Regions from separate parts of the Zea mays genome. Here all the other regions are linked to region 2. The links are chromatin contacts, called in public Hi-C maps. All regions are on one chromosome and are shown on one strand. Each heading gives the region's core, a stretch centred on a gene start, on an enhancer-like site or on the middle of the called end of the contact. The rest is flanking DNA. Distances are from core to core; before and after follow the strand shown. Region 1 holds the start of LOC100382018. Region 2 holds the start of LOC103626274. Region 3 holds the start of LOC542179 (U1 snRNP).

The links. Hi-C and Micro-C count contacts between places; a contact is called where the count stands out from the background.
Region 1: a contact with region 2 is called in a Hi-C map of ear, with 2.9 times the contacts expected there. The contact joins the promoter of LOC100382018 here to the promoter of LOC103626274 in region 2. A contact is called at or near these places in 6 of 25 Hi-C or Micro-C datasets (ear, endosperm, leaf and 1 more).
Region 3: a Hi-C map of tassel shows a contact between it and region 2, with 2.2 times the contacts expected there. The contact joins the promoter of LOC542179 here to the promoter of LOC103626274 in region 2. A contact is called at or near these places in 10 of 25 Hi-C or Micro-C datasets (bundle sheath, ear, endosperm and 4 more) and 1 of 3 datasets of contacts at active chromatin or transcription factors (seedling).

What each region holds. Positions count from the first base shown.
Region 1 is chr5:42,310,120-42,312,819 of Zm-B73-REFERENCE-NAM-5.0, forward strand. LOC100382018 reads right to left here and starts at 1,402. Exons shown (of 3, transcript NM_001174784.1): 1 at 471-1,402; 2 at 354-402; 3 at 1-237. The coding sequence starts at 803. LOC100502266 reads right to left here. Exons shown (of 8, transcript NM_001323891.1): 8 at 2,216-2,700.
Region 2 is chr5:41,829,942-41,832,671 of Zm-B73-REFERENCE-NAM-5.0, forward strand. It overlaps LOC103626274, which reads right to left and starts at 1,436. Exons shown (of 8, transcript XM_008646664.3): 1 at 823-1,436. The coding sequence starts at 906.
Region 3 is chr5:42,244,684-42,247,383 of Zm-B73-REFERENCE-NAM-5.0, forward strand. It overlaps LOC542179 (U1 snRNP), which reads right to left and starts at 1,423. Exons shown (of 10, transcript NM_001358412.1): 1 at 1,244-1,423; 2 at 1,035-1,149; 3 at 867-946; 4 at 253-328; 5 at 103-167. The coding sequence starts at 1,342.

The DNA of each region.
Region 1 (2,700 bases), core at 152-2,651, 480 kb after region 2:
AACAAAGAAGTAGAGCCACCCTTGGTGACCGACTCACCTGAAGACCATAGAGCGCTATCGTGGCAATCCCGAGCCAAGAATGCAGGGAACGGATGTCAGGAAGGCCGACGTCATGGTGAAACTTGAAGGCGGCGTACAGGCCGACGGCAGCGAAGGTGAGGGCTACGAGATGTAGCAGCAGGTGCACCGCCTTCTTGGCCGACCTCGGGCCCAGCACGATCCTGTACGCCATCACCGCTGCGCGCGCGCGCCACACACCACACCATCATACAAGCATCAGTGATCAGTCAGACACAACACGTTTGATTCCCTTCCATCGCTTGAGTTTTGCAGACGCGCGTTTGTTCCTTTACCTTCTCCGGTGCAGATGATAAAGCCGATCACCATGAACAGAGGGTGTGCCTGAGAAAAGGGTGCGCACGTTATAGAGTTTACTCCTACTGTTCGAAAATACACGGTTCGATTATTACCGTGTAGACGAAGAGAGGGTTGGATGTCGGCTTCCACGAGACGCCACCACGAAAGTGCAGCACCCAGACGAGCGTGAGCGTGAGCACGGCAGCCGCCAGCAGCTGCGCCGTCACCACCATAGGCAGCGCGGTCATGCGGAAGCTGGCGCTGCTCTTCACCGGCATAATGGCGCGTCGCCGTCTCGTTCTCCTCCTCGGCTGCGCAAAGGCTACCACCACCACAGTTGGATCCTGTTGCCGCTGCGTGTTGCCGCTACCGCCGCGTGATGGCATAATATGGTACGGTGGCTTGTTAGGGGGCGTGTCCTGGTGACGGATCCGAGGCGGGTTCATGTATAAACAAGGTCAAGGTGAAAGACAAGTTCAATGTGTAAACAACCCGGAGATAATCTCTGGTTTGGCCTTTGGAGCGTTGTGGCGCGTCTCCTTGTGAATGGGGCCCAGCTGTTTTCACCAGAGCAATAAAAGATCCAAAAATAGATCGATGAACAATCCGGCCGAGTCAAAAAAAAAAACGCTTGCCGGCCACTGAATCACAAGCGCAGAAACAGACAACTCACAAGCTAACAACAAAGCATCACAAGTACCATTTGTAATGGATCAGCTCTGCGTAACCAAAGTGGCAGAACAGAAGTCCAGCACATTACAGGAGCACCTGGCGTGGAATACCTTCAGATCTCCAAAGCCCCTCTTTCAACGGCAGACCGCAGACCCATCAGAGGTTGGACATATACAACCCTGCTGCTGCGTGCCTCCGGTACAAAAGCAAGTCGTGTAGAGATAGATGCAAACTATGTTTTTCTCCAAACAAAGCAGATAAAAAATCCATTAGCTCCAATAAAATCATATACATACGGCAGAACGTGTAATTTAACTATATGACCGCCATCTCTACATCTATCATGCAGGCAACCATGCATTCCTGGAGTTCGTCATGGGCCCTGCACATACAACCAATCACAACACCGGAGTTTATCAAAGATTAGCAAGACAATAAAGGAAGAGAACAGAAAGAAAAGGCAAAGGGCTGCTACCAGGGGATCTCTTCTCAAAAGATAACAAGAGTTGAGAGTGACACTAGAATCCAAGCAGAAGCTTGAGGACTTCAACTGGCCTGTAAGCATTAATACAATGACCACCCCTAAATTTAACTTACAAATGAAAGATATCCAAAAAAACATTATTTTTAAAACAACAGCCGACCGATTCTCGAACAGCCAGAATTGCAGTCAACATGCTACTTATCACAGTATGTACACAAGAAATTCAGCACCACTTAAATAGATCAAGAAACCACTAGATGAATCTGATACTGAAGAAACAAAAATCATGAGCACCATCATAAGGCAAACAAATGCAGCTACCTGGTATTCTGGGAGTGGCACTGAGAGGACATCCACAAAACCACCAGCGCCAAAGTAGAGATGATCCAAGGCGCACTTCAGATTTCAGGGTGCCTGTACTCCTGAAACATCACCTCCTCATGTTCAGCTCTCTAATATATATATATATGCATCGCAGAGAATGTGCCTAATTAAAATAGCTGCTTCACTAACCTAAAGTATTTCTGTTAGCTTCGACATGCAAGTATCAGAAAAAGTAGATCAGTTGCAGAAAAACTGAGTTCATTAAATATGATGTATCAAACATCAGCAGGACACTGTCACCGAGTGCCAAAACTAATCCATAGATTAACATACAAGCACAGACTCATGCCACTGATAATCAGGAAAATAAATATCACTACTGCAAACATGGTAACATCTTTCAACAATATGCACAGAACATGTTGACAAGAACAAAGGGTAACAACATGAGCTGAATGAAATAATGAACTTCTTTTCTCTAGATCTCGACCCTGTATACAGAAGGAACTTATGTCATATGGTACAGAAGCCCTGCCTATGTTAGCATACTGATCCTACTAGACATGTCAAGCATGCAACGATCGCAGCAGCAATCAGGCAACAACGCTTGAGACCTACCCTGCTCTAGAGCCAGTGAGCTTTCTCCTGGCATGTTTCAAAATGGATATGCCCATGCATGTATGTATCTACCGAAAGATGGAGCTGGCTAAAGCAAGGATAGCAATGTCAAAACACATCAGACAGCCTTGTTCTGAGAAAGAAACTCCTGCGAACTCCATAACACTGAGGGCTACAGCAGCCTTTCTTCAACCTGACATCATGAGCCTATAATCACCCACCATGAAAGCGTCTTGATCCACTGA
Region 2 (2,730 bases), core at 186-2,685:
CTCCTAAGAATCCAGATTGTCTGTGTCACAGCTATGATCAGTTACACAGCAGCAATGTCACCTATAATGGCTCGAACACATCCCATCCCTGTGCCTGAATGAGACAAACCAATCCAATGCTTTAGTCAAGAAGCTGGCTGATCAAACCAGGATGGAGTTAATACTCTCCAAAGTTTGGTTTGTTGACATCATTGCTCCTCGATTAGCAGCAACGACACCAGTAGTATGGGATTCAGCCTAGAGCATCCTTCATTCCTTCTGTTTGTCCAGAGGCAAGACAAGCCAATCTGATGAGTCAGTCAAGAAGTTAGCTATTATTTATTGCTTTTCACAATACTTTTCAAATTCAGGCTGCTCCCACTTCTCTAGACAGCTTGCATAGCAGCATCATAACGGAGATAGCTCCCTCAACTCAATTCAACACATCCAAATATCCAAATGGGACAAACCACTCAGATTTTTCAGTCAAGCGCTTGTCTGCTCCATGCAACACCCGACATCACCACAGGAAGTCCGCGCCAACTGATAAGCCGAAGCAGTCCAACCTAATAGAATTCTCCAACAGGCGAGCAACAAATCAAATCAAACCCTACAGCCGAAACCAGCGCTCGCAGGAAGCGCCATCCACCGGGCGCGACCAAAAGCTCCGCGGAACGTCGGAGCACGGGCAGGGGCGCCGGAAGGGCCCAGCATCGCAGCACGGGGAGGAGGGCGGGAGCCTCAGATCCGTGGCGTCGACTCGGTCCAGGGTCAGCAGGCGGGCGGGCGGGCAGGTGGGCGGGTGAGCAGATCCGATCGGGGCGAGCCCGGGAGGGGCGGTACCTTGTGGAGGCGGTCGAAGGTGATCTCGTCGCGGTGACACGACCAGATCGCCGATGAGGAGAACGGCGCCGCCTCCGCGACCATCTCGTGGGTGCTCGGGGGGTCGTCGGAGGTCGTTGTCCTGGTTGCTCAGCGTCGGACGGAAGCGGCGTACGATCCGGTGGCCATCGGGCAGGATCGAGCTGGGACGGGAGAGGGATCTGAGATGGAAGGAAGAGGGTTTGATAGAAAAGATTGGCGAGAGACGAGGGAGAAGGATTTCTCTTCTCTGGTGAGTTGGAGGCGATGATGAGATGAGGTCAGGCTCATGCAGGAAGGAGAAATTTGCCATTATGGAAGTCCTTAGATGCGGCTTCGACGATTTGGAGGTGTAGGCGAGGGATTATCTGTTATGGAAAAGCAGAGAATAGGCCACACTCCAAAACGGACAAAACCACTCCACTACCAGTAGTGAACGACGATTAGTGTCGTTGATACAGCCGCCGTCCCAGCGCCGTGACTTCTCCGCTGCTTTCTGCCGCCCAAAAACCGCCGGGAAGGCAAAAAAGATACGCCCTTTGCGGCGAAGCTCCGGGGGGCCTTGTGGCCCTCGGCTGCTGCCTCTTCCTCCTCCCGCCGCTGCTGTCCCGCGGCGCGGACATGCCGCTGGGGTCGACCCTCTCGCCGGGCAACTCGGCGACGTGGACGTCGCCCAACAGCACCTTCTCGCTCGGCTTCACGGCGTCCGCGTCCTCCCCGTCGCTCTTCGTCGCCGCCATCACCTACGCCGGCGGCGTGCCCGTCTGGTCCGCGGGCAACGGCGCCGCCGTTGACTCGTGGAGCTCGCTCCGCTTCTCGTCCAACGGCGACCTCCAGCTCGTCAACGGATCCGGGGTCGTGCTCTGGTCCTCCAACACGGGGGGCCAGAACGTGTCCGCCGCGGCCGTCCAGGACAGCGGCAACCTCGTGCTCAAGGACAACCCCGGGGCAGCAACGCCGCCACGGAGGAGTGGTCGGCCGTGGCGGACCAGTGCTAGGTGTTCGGCTACTGCGGCAGCATGGGCGTGTGCAGCTACAACGGCACGTCGCCGGTCTGCGGGTGCCCGTCGCTTAACTTCCAGCTCTCCGACCCTTCCAAGCCGCGCGCCGGCTGCACGCGCAAGGTCGAGCTCGCCAGCTGCCCCGGCAACTCCACCACGCTCGAGCTCGACAACACGCAGTTCCTCACCTACCCGCCGGAGATCACCACAGAGCAGTTCTTCGTCGGCATCACCGCCTGCCGCCTCAACTGCCTCTCCGGCGGCTGCTTTTTCGCGAATCCGGCTCCCAACTTTTTCAATAACTGCGAGCCTGTATAGCATCAGATTCTGGTGGATTCTGCGTTCCGTAGGCTGTAGCAATTGAACATGCGGGATGCGGCTCAATAACTCCATGTTTTTTCCTGCATTAAGATGTTCTGCTCCACTACGCACTACGTGCTCATTTACAGCAAGCCATTCATATGATTCTTGATTGCAAAGCAGCAACAAGAAGCTTAGATTTTCAGAACAATTTCTTTCCGCGATGCAACTTGAGAACCAGTAGCTGAGCCGGCCCGCTTTGTTGTATATTATTGCGTGCAGTGACAGAGCTGGTGGAAGGGGACTCGTCGCGGAAGATCGTGGACATCAACTGCCTCTCCGGCGGCTCCTGCGTTGCGTCCACCGCGCTCTCTGACGGCTCTGGCCTCTGCTTCCTCAAGGTGTCCAGCTTCGTCAGCGGCTACCAGTCGGCCGCGCTGCCCAGCACGTCTTTCGTCAAGGTCTTCCGTGGGGGAACGACGGCGGGGGACAACTTCCGTGGGGAACGACGGCGGGGTGTTTGGAGATCTCTGGCAGCGAGGAGAATAAACAGAGCTCTGAGCTCTCTGGTGCGTTTCTGAAGCGAGGA
Region 3 (2,700 bases), core at 173-2,672, 410 kb after region 2:
CCAATTAGCTTGGTTTTACAAAGATAACTTGCCATCAAATTCTCATCAGTAAGGACTAAGGAATGTGCCAAACTGCCAATAATTTCAGGCAAAATTACTTACAAGTCTAGCAACAAAGAGTGTTTTGTATGGATCTCCAGTAGCATTGGGGTCACTTTGTGGGTCATCTGCATAAAACCAAATCAGAACAATGATGTTATTACAACCATAACTTTAAAATAATTGGGGTGACACCATGCCCTAAGGACGTACACTTCTGAAGCTCTTCAGCAACCTTAGCTGCGCCTTGCTCGAGCTTATTATTGCGAATTCTAGCCTTCTTCTCTGCCTGCATATATAGAGCATATATATAATAATCAGGTGCAGGATAAAATAAAATAGTAAAGGGTAGAACAATGCTAAGATATGCCCCAAAATTGAGTAAGATATGATCCAATGCATTATTAAGAGAGAGAGAATTTGTGCAGTTCAAGAATGATTTAGGCCCATGTGATCTCAGCAGAAAGAAATGTGACAATGCCTTCACACAGTTGAATGCATGATATCATCTCAAAACATTGAAAATCCAGAACATAGTCAAACCATGCATGCTTTTGTAGCAGAAGCAACTACTAAAGTTGACCAGAAATGCCCAAAATATCATGCGCTCAGTAGATATCGTGTGCTACAAGCAGGTTTCGGAAGCTACTGTTCTAACAATATGTAATTCTTTACGAAAAATACTTGGCACACCATCCAGTTGCACACTAGCACTGTGGTGTAATTCGACTACCTCAGAAACCAAGTCACAAAGTCTGATTAGAGAACGTTGTACAGATATGATAGCAGGCAAACCTATGACACTCAGCATATAGACAAAAACATACCCTGGTCTCACACTTGGGTACTGGCGGAGCATACTCTGGATCCTCGGGCTCAGCAAAGTGCGACACAAATTGTGCCATCCCTGCATCCAAATCAGTAGCCACACCAAACAATCGGTGAGCAAACCCTTGAAAACATCTACTAGACAATCCCAAAATCCGTCGACTCACCGGTGTAGGCCGGCAATTTGCGCTTCTCCAGCGGGGGCTTGTACTCGAGCGGTGGACGCGGTTCGAAGAGCTTAAGCAGGTTGGGCGTGAGCCCCGTCGGGTGGATCTGCCCCATCTGCGAGCGAGGTGAAACCAAACCACGGATCAGAGACGAATCAGGCAGCTAGGGTTAGGGTTTAGCAGGGGAGACGAGGGGATCGGTGGCTTACGAGCTTGAGCTGCTGGACGTTAGGGCGCTGGCCCTGGCCCCTGGGGCGGGAGTCCGGGTTGCCCCGCATCTGCCCCCCGCCGTGGCCATAGTCACCCATCGTCGACGCCGGCGAAGGAGGAGGCGGCGGCTGGAGAGGTGCGAAGCGAGGTGGGGAGAGATGTGTCTCCCCCCTGTAGTCTTTGTTGCGGTCGAGGCGGCCCAGCAACGAACGCACGGGACTAGGTCAAGACCGTGAAGTGGCCCACGCGGCAGGGTCCCGACACAACGGACACGAAACGGATGGTTGTTTGGACGTCTGCTCCCTGACTTGTTTTCGGTGCCGCGCTTGCCCGAGTTTCATTGCTAGATTAGATAGTTTTGGCTAGCCATATATGTGGCAATCTATGAGGCATGTTTGGTTCAGCTTTTTTCTGACCAACTTGAAAATCTGGCTATGGGGAGAATGTGGCTGTGGGAAGTATCTGAGTATCATTACGATTACGTGTGGAGAAAGATAAAGTTGTTCATAGGGCTCAGGATCTAGAAAGTGACGGATTCCTACTATTACAACGACTCAACCGATTATGTGTTTAGGTTGATTTTAGATGGTTTTTGCCCCAACGAATTCTATAGAAGCTGGCTGAAAAGCTGAGCGTTTGGCAGTCCGCAATAGCTTTTGGTGGCCAGAAGCTGCCAGAAGCCGAAACAAATAGGGGCATGCTAAGATCTTTCTCCTATTATACTGGTTTCATTCGTAAATGGTTTATAAAAGTGTGGTAAAATTTTCTTACACATGATAATTTGTAGTGGAGAATTTTAGCGTCCAGAAGTTTCCAGTCTCTACTACTCTATAAGGACTGAGCGTGGACATCCACACTGAGTACACCATGCCCCCGCCTCCGTGGCTACCGCGCTCCCCACCCACACATAGGTCCGTGACCGCCACGCTCCCACCACCCAGATGCGCACGCTACCCCCCACCCCCACACGTCGTCGTCGCGCAAGTGTCCTTCTACCCGGCACTCATCGCGGTGCCGCGCGATGGAAGACCTCGACGTGCTTATGGGCTTGAGGCCGCCTGTCGTGAAAGACCCCGCCTCGCTGTCGCCAATGAACTCGAGGCCGCCTGGCGTCTCCTTTGAGCTTGTCCTACTCGGCGATGGTACAACTCCCTCCTCCCTTTTGATCCCCAACCTAAGCCTTTTCTGAAAGGGAAATGAGATTAATCATTTCCCATAATTGATTTTGGTGTTTGATGTCCATCACAAACCACGTGGACTAACTAGTTTGCCTAATTGTTATTTATCTCAGGTGCTTAAAAATCAACACAAACCAACAAAGAAAATAAGTTATGAACTCAACAAAGTTTAGAGCAAAGACAAGCATTAGTGCTGATAGTGGCGCACCGGACACTGTCCGGTGCCCAGGCCAAGGCACTCGCGAACTGGCCGCTCTCGGGATTCTTTGGGAGTTGCT